Regions from separate parts of the Astyanax mexicanus genome. Here region 2 is linked to region 1. A link is a contact called in public Hi-C data. All regions are on one chromosome and are shown on one strand. Each heading gives the region's core, a stretch centred on a gene start, on an enhancer-like site or on the middle of the called end of the contact. The rest is flanking DNA. Distances are from core to core; before and after follow the strand shown.

Region 1 (5,337 bases), core at 492-2,991:
ACACCAGCAGATGGAGCAGTGTGTTGCTCCACAACAAAGGCAGGATTGAAGCATTCATCAAAAGGCCTTCATACTTGAACCTGAGTTTTGTCGGATCCGAAACAATACCTGTATTTGTAGCTAAATATGATACAATTCCAGTATAGCTGTCCAGGTGTTTTGAAGGTGACAATGGCTGACTGATGGATGGCAGGCATACAATTTGATGAAAGGACCACCCCCCTTCACACAGAAAGTGGTGTCATAAAGACATATTTCAAGATGTGTCTCACCAAGAGGTGTACTACCCTAGAGTAACCGGTAACACTTTACTTGGATGGTCCATTTGATGGCCTCTTTAATGCTCAACTGACATTCAACTAACAATCAACTGCATGTCTATTAAATGCAAATTAACTAAAAGGTGAAAGTAAATTATTCTCTATTGAATACAACCCTACATTCAACTCTAACCCAAACGCTTATCTTAATATTTTAGGATTGGATTTAGGGTTAGATTTTAGGACTAGGTTAAGGTTAGGGTAAGGGTTAGGTGTAGGGTTCGATTTTATGGTTGATTAAGGGTTAGGATTAGGGTTAGGTGTAGGGTTAGGTTCTATTTTGTGTCATTTACATTCAACATAGGGTTAAGTTAAATTTAATGGACATTCAATTCAGTGTTAGTTGAATGTCAGTTGAGCATCAACAAGGCCATAAAATGGACCATCCAAGTAAAGTGTTACCGAGTAGCCTTTAGGAACCTTTTTATAGGGTTGCAGGAGACGCAGTTTAATGGCAATTTGTGGCATAATCTAGGGCCATTTCAGCGATCTATAGGTTTGCTTCAATTTAGAGCATGCCAGTGTCTTTGGTGTTTTGAGGATCCAAAAAATACGCCTTGAAACGTGCATGAACTTTTTCCCTTAATTAACAATGGGTTTGTTTTGGGCAAAAAACTAAAAAAAAAACAATAATTGTGCCAGTTCCCATTCCCTCTCTGACTTTGGTGTGTTGGTATCTTAACAGCTCAGCGTTTTTGCGCGTCTCAGCTGAGGATACTGACCTATGTGTTCACACTGTGAAGGTGTGCCAGCAGCTCATTTAAGGAAACAGCAATGTTATTTCATTCTTTATTCTGTTCATTGTTGCATGGCTCCTCTGCGTAGCTAAGATAGGAACGGACTCTGTCGATTGACTGTTGTCTAGGTTCATTTCAATCAGTGGAGCTCCTGTGTTTTCCGCCGGCAAACCTCACTTCCAGACCACCATGCACAATCAGCGTAGATATATTCCTAAACTCAGATGCTATTTTAACATCGCGGGTGCAAGGCGTAAAAATAGACTGTTGACGGGGTGTAAGATAGGAATGAGCATCGCAACATGCCTTGAGCAGGGTTTAAGATAGAGCCCCAAGTGTCTAATCAGAACACACCTGATCACAGTTTCACAGCAAAATTTATTTGTTCATTCATTTTTATCAAATAAGTGTATTCATGACCATGAGGTCAAGAAGCGGTCTCCTTAAAAGCTGTAAACATGTCCAATCTATATTTTAAGCTTCTCGAAAAAGTAGGAAAGTGCAAGGAATAACAAATTAAAAACATTTAAGCAATCCAGCCCAACACTGAACCTATTGAAGACATTAAATCAAACTCTGTTTACTGCAGCCGTGCCCGGTCAGATCAGAGCTCATCAGCACGCATCTCGGGTGCTAATGTTCTCAGACAGTTTGATCTTAATTCCGAGCCCAAACAAACATGGCCATGACCGCGTGCTGCCACACACAACACAACCTGTTTACAAGACTGCAAAAGTCCAGGCTTTGGCGGACAGCCTTGCTCCAAGGCCTTTGATACAGACATGCCAAACACAGACACACCACAGAACACGAGAACCTCCACGCAGTGCAAAAATTCACCTGAGGGAATTATAGGATTAGGAAGACGGGCCTGGTCCACAATCTTCACAAGCTCTAAATCATGCTGAAGAGAGGCTATGAATAGTCACAGCAATCACAACCAGTCATACACACAAGTAAGAGCCTGACCTTATCAAAGAACTGCCTACTGTGAGCCCAGCACTCCCTGAAGGAATGTTCCTGAGCAAGAACTAGGCTTCTTGTTTATGTCCAGTCGCTTTTCATGGATCCATAAGACCCCCCCAAGAGCCTTATGTAACCCAGATCTAAAAGTGTCCCATGACCGATCTCATGATGGCTACTATATTTTGTTTGCACTTGGAAATCCCTGCAAAAATGTTTCAGTCTCTGGGTCACTTGGCTTCCTCTGAGTGGAAAGCCTCTACAGAGCTGTCAGCTGCAGACATGTTCAAATGGAAATGCTGGCAGTTAGTCACAATGTCCCTGTTCAAAAAACAAACAAAAAAAACAATTCAATTCAATCCAAAAACAAAACACCTAGTCCTCTAAGGACTTTTTTTTTAACAGGCAGGGCAGGCAGTTTTCACAGTTTGTGCTGTTGACTTTATTGAGCGGAACACACTTTGTAGTAATGCAAGTCAAAATAATGTGTTTTCATATCCTGTAATTATGCACCAAAAATACACTCATGTAGTTGCACCCAAAAGGAAGTGTCGAATTGCGATACTGTTTGGAACAAAGAAAAAAAGCTGACCAGGAACAATAAATGGATGTTGATATTGTGTCCAATAGCTTCACACACATGTTCAATGTTTCAATTGGGGATAGATACAGTAGATCTGGCAATCTGGCTGGCTATGGCATAGTATCTGTGGCTAAGGCAAGCTCAAGTGTGTGGATGAGCACTGGCCTGTTGAAAAGTGGAAAAGAAAAGGGAGAACCACTGGTTGCAAAACTCATTAATGTTCTGTAATGTTGGGCTGTCAAGTCTCTGCAATGAAGACCAAAGATGATCTGGCATTGGTCATTTGGTCATTGGTCACATGATAATCTGTCTACTCACCAAGGTTACCCAAGATGCATTCCTGTTGTTTTTTGGCAATTATTTGATCCGACAATAAATAAATATAATAAATAAAATGTACATAGCCAGATATTCTTTTAGGGAAACTAGAACCAAACCACCAGACATCTCCAGCTCCAATCTTTACTGTGTTTACTGTTTTTGACTTGAGATTGAACCCAGAACATAGAGTCCTCAAGTCACCCCTACCCTAATGTGCAAAACTGTGCTAAAAAGTCAGCACGTTGGTGTGTGCATTGTTTTGTGTGAACAGACGAGTGCTGTTCAGTTGTTGTAGAAAGAGATCTTGGGACAGAACAGAACAACACGGCCTCAAACGCAAAGTCAAGGGAGCAAAACAGGACAAAAAAAAGGAAAAAAAGTGTATGTTGGAAAAAGTCTAGCCTTGCCTGTGTTGGGACACTCTTTAGAGAGGAAAATACGCAGAAATAGGTTTTCTGCTTCAAGTAGAAAAAAAGTACTGCCAAAAATTCATGGTACACCTGATAAAAAGCTCTATGACGCTTTTAAAGTCTTTTATCGAGGCCCGTGTCGATATTTTTGTTACGCTTGCCTGGCAGGGAACATACAACACCTTACGTTCCTGACACGGCCGATCTGTTCAGGTGACAGGCCGTGATAACAGTTGCATAGCCGTGCGCATGCAACAAAACCTGCACGATCACCGTGAACCGCCTCCAACTGAGGTGCGCACAGCCTAAAAAGCTTACGTGTCAGGAGTCCTGCATGCTTGGACAGTAGTGGCGCATCTCTATAGGTTCAATTTCCTAAAGCCTCCAGGTGTTTTCTTGCCCCAGAAAATGCAGTAGAAGTGTGACATGGCTCACACTGGGCTGTGTATCGCTCAGCATGCTCTGCGAGTCTCAGTGTAGACCAAACAGTTTCGAAAAGGGCATGGAAATGTAATTTTCTACGATGGTACACATATTTCCCAGGAGTTTCCCAGTCACCTCCTTTTCCTGCTGTACTTTCCATGATTGCTGTGAGGCCAGATTTAGCTCCAGACTCCTCTTTTCCACTGGCCTCCAGAATTGCCATAAATCTGATATTTGACAGATGTTTCCTTCATTTTGCATGGGCTTCTTCACAGTTTATTAGGGTTTTGAATGCATAGAGCTATTTTTGATCTGCTTTTGGATACACAGTCCACTCAGAACATCTCCTTCTGAATAGCTCCTTTTTTTAACACACATTGTCCACTGCTCATATAGCTGCACTATCTATATGTTTATCTGCATACATTATTAATCTTCTTTCACTCTTTTGTTCAGTGTTCTGAATATGTTGTTGCACAGTTAATGTTGGTCATCCTCTAGTCCTTCATCAGGACACTGCCTACAAGACAATGTTGCCTATTTATTTCTGGTTGGTGGACTATTGTCATTCCAGCAGTGACACAGAGGTGTTTAAAAAGAGACAAAGCCAATTCTGACTAAAAATATTCTGATTAGACTGTGTTCATTGCACTATATACTAAACACTGTATGTCTATTTTTGTTTTTCACTTTATGATATTACTTAAAATAAATAGTTGTTATTGATCTTAATTATTTGTCTTTCTACATTAAATGATGACCAGTAGGACCAATAGAAATGCTCTGAAATGTCTTAACATAGAAACATTTGGTAACACTTTACAATAATGATACATTAATTAATTAACAGCAATGATAAAAAAAATCCCTAATTGCACTATTTAAGACATTATTATTAGTTTGAAGCTATTTTTTTAATTTGTCTCAATTCATTGTTGTTCACAACATACTGTTGTGTTTAATAATGCCTTAAGTACTAAGTCAATGAATAATTAGTTAAGACATTACTTTAACAAATACTCTCATAAGTACTTGTGTATTTGTGAACCATAGTGTAAAGTGTTTGCAACCTTTTATCCATTGACATCTATTGAAACATAAGTAACATAAGGACAATTGCTTAATTTCCATTCTATTGAGATGGTTTAAAAACAAAAAAATGAGACAAATTGAATGAACAAAGTGAAGTATCAAGACAAAATCATTCCATACAACACAGTTCCACTGCTCCTCAGCTCAATGCCGGGCTGATTTACACATATAGCCCATGTCTGGCATTAGACATGGTGCCACAAGCGGTAACACTTTCTATGAATGTCATCTCTATAAGACTCTATAAACACATTTATAACACATTGTAATGCATTCATAAGGCATTATAAACATGGCTATACATATTTATAAAACTCTATAATTCATCATAGCCATGTTTATTATGCATCATGAACTGTGATTATAACGCATTAATAATTGCTGTGTTTATAACATGTTATAAGTCAGTACCAAGAAACTCAGTCCCAGCTTGTAGACTTGTATCATGACTAAAACAGCTTCCAACTTATAAACACACCCTCAGTAAT
Region 2 (5,717 bases), core at 2,832-5,331, 110 kb after region 1:
ACCCCAAATCCAAATGTGTTGTAAATACAAAAAAAAAAAAAAAAACAGAATGCAATGATTTCCAACTCTAAGAAACTCATAGTCACAACAAATAAGCAAAAGCTCATTTAAAATGTCAACATTTGAATAATCTGACCACAGAACAGTTTTCCATTTAGTCTCAGTCCATTTAAATAAGCTCTGGCTCAGAGAAGATGGCACAGTTACTGGATTGTGTTGACATACTGTATAGCTTTTTTTGTGAAATGCACCATTAACTGTGTTCACAGAGAACTGGCCTCGTCCCTTACACTCCACAGATTTCATTTGGTGATATTATGTACTATTATATTATTGTTTGTTAAAAAGGTAAAATATCTAACTTTCAGCTTCTGATAGATTCTGCTATATAAAGCTCTTCCCTTCCCCCTTCCCTACAGATTTTTCCCTTTATTTTTACCAAATTGAAAACCTCTGGAATATAATCAAGAGGAAGATGGATGATCACAAGCCATCAAACCAAGCTGAACTGCCTAAATTGTTGCACCAGGAGTGGCATAAGGTTATCCAAAAGCAGTGTGTAAGACTGGTGGAGGAGAACATGCCAAGATGCATGAAAACTGTGATTAAAAAACAGTTTTCCACCAAATATTGATTTCTGCATCTTTTTTGTTATTTCAGCCATTTTTTATTTTCTGCAAATAAATGTTGTCTGTAGTTTATAGAATAAAACAACAATGTTCATTTTACTCAAACATATGCCTATAAAATAGCAAAATCAGAGAAACTGATTCAGAAAATGAAGTGGTGTCTTATTTTTTTTTTCCAAACCTCTTTATTCTATTGTGAATAGAATATCAGTATTTGAGCTTTGCAAGAAATTTTTTTATTTTTATTTTTTTTATTTGTTTGCATTTAGCTGTATTTTACCAAGCATTGAAGCTATATATAATTTTACCTATAGGCTCCTTTTTGTTTTAGAGTGTGTAGAACCATTTGCTGCTCGTTTGAGACCCTTTAACACCTCTAGAAACCTTTCATAAACACCCAGACTCGAGCCAAAAAATCTGCGCCTGTTTATGCACTTATGTTTGTGCATCTATGACTTTAGACCCTGGTGTAAACACCTTTCCCATTTCATGTTGCCACCACAGGAAGCACCTGGGAGGCAGAGAAAGGCTGTTTGTGCCAAGAGCCAAGCACGAACCATTTAACCATCTAACCATCCAACACAGAGCAAACATCATATAACACTCGTGATTTTTCCACAGCGCTTTAGACGAGGAGGTTTAGGAAATTATGTCAGCCGTATGCAGCCGAGCACGGCTCCCCGCACAAACAGCCGTCTATGAAGCTATATTTACACAAAGGGACAAACAGGGTCTACGGGTACGCAGAAGGCCCAGCGCAATGTACGTAACTATCCAGTTGCATGCAAGCCTGACCACATTCATTCAGGGCTCCGATATCCACAGCCGCCCACCACACCACACTAAAACCAGATGTTGGAGAGTTGCATAACAGTGTAGATCTCCCAGCTGTTGCTCTTGCCTTTGCTGCTCTTTTTCTCTCTCTCTCTCTCTCTCTCTCTCTCTCTCTTTCTTTCTTTCTTTCTCTTTCTGGCCGGCTAAGATTGAGCTACAGGGCCAAGCCAGAAAACCATCAGACATCCCAATCAGAACATGCATTCCAGCCAGAACAATCAAAGCCATTTCCGCTCGTCCAAACTTTATGTGGCGAGAGGAACGAAACTATTTATTTCATGTTCTTTTCTCTTTTTTTTAACATCGTAATCGAGGATTTGCACCATTTACTTTCATTTTTACGCCAGAAGTGCCAGAACTAAATGTCCTTTTCTTCATAGCTGTAGATGATAGGTGGGTGGGTGACATGATGCTTACAAACATTTGGTAACATAATGTACATATGAGTGAACAAATTAATTAACAGTACTTAACTAGAATGGAGAATGCCTAACTTATTATTATGTAATGTACAGTTTTCTCAAGTCTCACGCTTTGAGCGTGTGACACACGAACCTCACACGCCACACAAGGTATTTCTCACGCTTGCCAATCCATCGGCTGCATATTATAATGTGCTCTCGTTGAGCCAATCAGAATATAGATCGCTCTGTTGTTAGGCAGACCTAGTAAGAGGGTGGAATTTTGGTGAACAACTGAAGAAGAACTGTGCGCACCCCCAACCCTCCCTCCAATCTCACGCCCACCAAATTTCAAAACTTGAGAGCCCTGGTAATGTATATACTGTAATTAGTGGAATCATTTCATAACCATTTAACAGTGTTTATAATTGTCATAAGTACAATTATTTGTATGCTCTATGTAAGGTGTTTCCAAAATATTTATTAAAATGTATTTTAGAAGTGCTCCCATTTAGATAGATGTGCTTTTTTTTTCTTTTTTTTTATTGTAAGACAAAAATGCTAAATGTCCTGTGGTATGATGTAATATGAATCAAGTATGAAATACAACCATTTACAAAATAAATCAAAAACAATTTGAAGGCCCTGAATTTGATTAACACACAGCTTCAGAAGTAATTTGTGAAGGATTTAAGACCATAATGGAGCTTCAGTTCTCATGAGTAACAAATCTTAAGTCTTTATTTCATAAGAATACTTTTCATAGCTGTCCTCCACCCTTCAGTTATATAACTTAACCAGAGTCTTAAGTCTTAAGGGAGATCTGGCTGGGACACCAAACAATCATCCTCATCATCATCATCATCATCATCACCCTACAATCATGACAATAACAACCACAAAAAAAAGGTTTTATAATGAAAATGCTGTCCTGTAGTGTGACACGAGGGATGATCAGGTTTTAAACAGGAGGTTTGATGGTCAACTATGCAATAGAAACGTAAGGGTTATTTTGTTAAGCAAGAACTAGAAATACACCAGCAGATGACATGTCTCTCTAAACCATCACTGATTGGTGGAAACTTCACACTAGACCTCAAGCAGCTTGGGCTGTGTGTCTCTCCACTCTTCCTCCAGACTCTGGTTCCTTGATTTCCAAATGAAATGTAAAATGTACTGATGATCAGTGATGGTTTGTAGAAACATGTCATCTGCTGTTGTTGATCCACTGTGTTTTATCAAGTCCAGTCAGTGTATTGTTCTAGAAAATCTTACAACACTTTATGCTTCTCTCTGCTGACAACTTTTATGGAGATGCGGATTTCATTTTCCAGCAGGACTTGGCACACTACCCACTTGCTAAAATGTTCTGAGACAATGATTTTTGAGTTTTCATTGGCTGTGAGCCATAATAATATGACAATAAAAGAAATAAACAGTTAAAATAGATCACTAATTGTGTAATACATCTGTATCATATATGAGTTTCACATTTTGAAGTGAATTAGTGAAAAAAATAAACATGCTTTAATAATATTCAAATGTTTTTGAACATTTTTTTGAGATGCTTTAGTATATTATAGTACGGTTTTAAAAAGCTTTAAAAATGGACACAATTAATTAAATGTAAAGTAAATTTTAAGCAAATTGCTATTTTCACTGTAATATAAGTCACGCCACTGGACTATTGTTGTCTGATATTGTGAGAAAGGTTCATAAAATGGTAGAAAAAGACAAAAAGTCTGGAGAACTTCGGCAGTTTTGGACATTTTAGTCTTTAAACTACAGAATTTCATTACATTTCACCTCCATTTGTCAAGCAACAAGATGCTAACAGAGACATTTATGGAAGAGCCTGGGATTTGAGCACAACAGGAAACCGAGGCCTATTTTTTTCCATTGTTTTGTACACACTCTCTCACTGCTAAACAATGTTCAGCAGCACATTTGCCAGTTTTACAACAACACTCATCACCACCCCACCAACGCAAGCAGTCAATAGAGCTCATTGTATCTCTGGGTAGACTGTACCCAGAAGCTTTGAAGTCTGAATCCATGTGAAACATGAGCTAATGGCCATTCCTAGAGCTATAGCTGAACACCCTAACCTTTGGAAAATACTCTGGATGGTGGACCCTATAAGGAGAGCTGTTGAAAAGGGGTGCTCTTGTTCTTACGTGGAAAGCTGCCACCAGGGATCCCTAGACAGCTCTGGTTTCATCCAGCGAGCCAGCACATGGAGATCTCCTCCGCCGTGAACATAGAGAGACTCACACGCAATGGGTCTCACTCCCTCACTAGGGGGTTGTCACGATGCCAGCATTCTGACTGCAGTACTGATATACCAAGCTTAATACCACAATTACAGCTCGGTACCAAAATAACACTACATTAAAGGGAGCCATAGAGGGTCAGTTGAAGTTGGTGGTCGAAGAAGTGATTAAGTGTAGGGTTGCACGATATTGAAAAAAGAAATTGACATTGTTAAAGATTTTATCCTATGATATATAATACTGTTTAAGTGTATGCAGCAGGTATAATACAAAAACTGTTCTAGCTATTTGGGCAGAAAGTGTTGATTAGCTCAGTAAAACATTAATATTAGAATAAATACAAAAAATAAAACAAATGCACTAAACATATTAAGTTCATCACTACTTCTCTCGTGGGAGTCTTATTATAGTATTATTTATAGTTTTCTCATAATTTCATAATGATGGTATTTCAGGTGAGCTGCTGGAATTAAACACATTTAAACACTGGCTTTCTCTTGCCAAATGTGTTCAAATAATATGTGACTTTGTAACTGGTTAAACAGAAAAAATGATTTTGACCCATTTTAAAGTTTGAAGATCTAGAAAAAATAATTAAAATATTTTTTTCACTATAAAACTTCTACTGCTTGCTTTAATCAACATATGGTTCATCACATATTTGCAACCATCCCCTAAAAAACATAAACTAAAAAAGATGTAATGTATTGTAAAACTCCGATGTTTTATATGTTGGTCTTTCCAAAGTAATAAAGTAGTGAAACATTAAAAAAAGTTTGAGCATGTATATTTTTTGTATTATACTAATTGAAGCATCACCTGTTACAGATAAGGAACACCATTGCACTAAATATTGTTTAGAGTTAATAGTGAAATATTTAGACTCAGACATCTTTTGGATAAAACAGTAGGGTTAAATGCCAAAAATGTTTGTTTGCACATTATTGTATTTTGTGTTGTTAAAAAAAAATACTTTTGGAGTTAAATAAATCATATCTTCCTACATATAATTTGCTATATATTTGGCAGATACATAGATCTGTAATGGAAAATTATAACAATGCATAGTTTCCATTTGTATCAAGAAGAAAAAAAAGGTGTAACACGAAACTATCGTGACTAGTGCGCATTCCCACATTGTGATGACGATGCTAAATGATAAGTAGAACTATTATATAAACAAGTCCTATTTTTCCACTGTTTTACACAATCTTCGCTTCTAAGATACTGTGCATTTTGAATTGAATGTGAATAAAATTGACCTGCTGTAAATGTTCTGTATAAGGTTCTTCAGATTTACGCATTTTATATCCAAAAATGTCTCTCTACAGAAGCACTCATTCAGTGAAAGTACTGGAGGGCCAACATCCAGCCCATTTTGGTGAATTCCCTTTTCACACACATCTGTGAGATGTGATGAGTTAAATCAGGTGTGTTCAAGAGGAGACTCATCAAACTTCAGGACTCCAGAACAGAATAATTAGTATCACTAAACAAATATGGTTAGAAATCACCACTGACGACCAGTGTCTTGCAAAAAAGTTCAGTCCAGTTTAACAGTCTAAAGTAATGGAGCTTTT

What was found. Hi-C and Micro-C count contacts between places; a contact is called where the count stands out from the background.
Region 2: a Hi-C map of muscle shows a contact between it and region 1, with 10 times the contacts expected there. The contact joins two enhancer-like sites. A contact is called at or near these places in 2 of 3 Hi-C or Micro-C datasets (both in muscle).

Annotation. Positions count from the first base shown.
Region 1 is chr10:41,048,045-41,053,381 of AstMex3_surface, forward strand. No RefSeq gene overlaps it. Among protein-coding and RNA genes, the nearest start is that of LOC125804836, 140 kb to the right of the region's middle. Within about 2 kb of position 1,742, the one cell type or tissue checked has an H3K27ac peak away from gene starts, as active enhancers do.
Region 2 is chr10:41,156,545-41,162,261 of AstMex3_surface, forward strand. No RefSeq gene overlaps it. Among protein-coding and RNA genes, the nearest start is that of LOC125804836, 32 kb to the right of the region's middle. Within about 2 kb of position 4,082, the one cell type or tissue checked has an H3K27ac peak away from gene starts, as active enhancers do.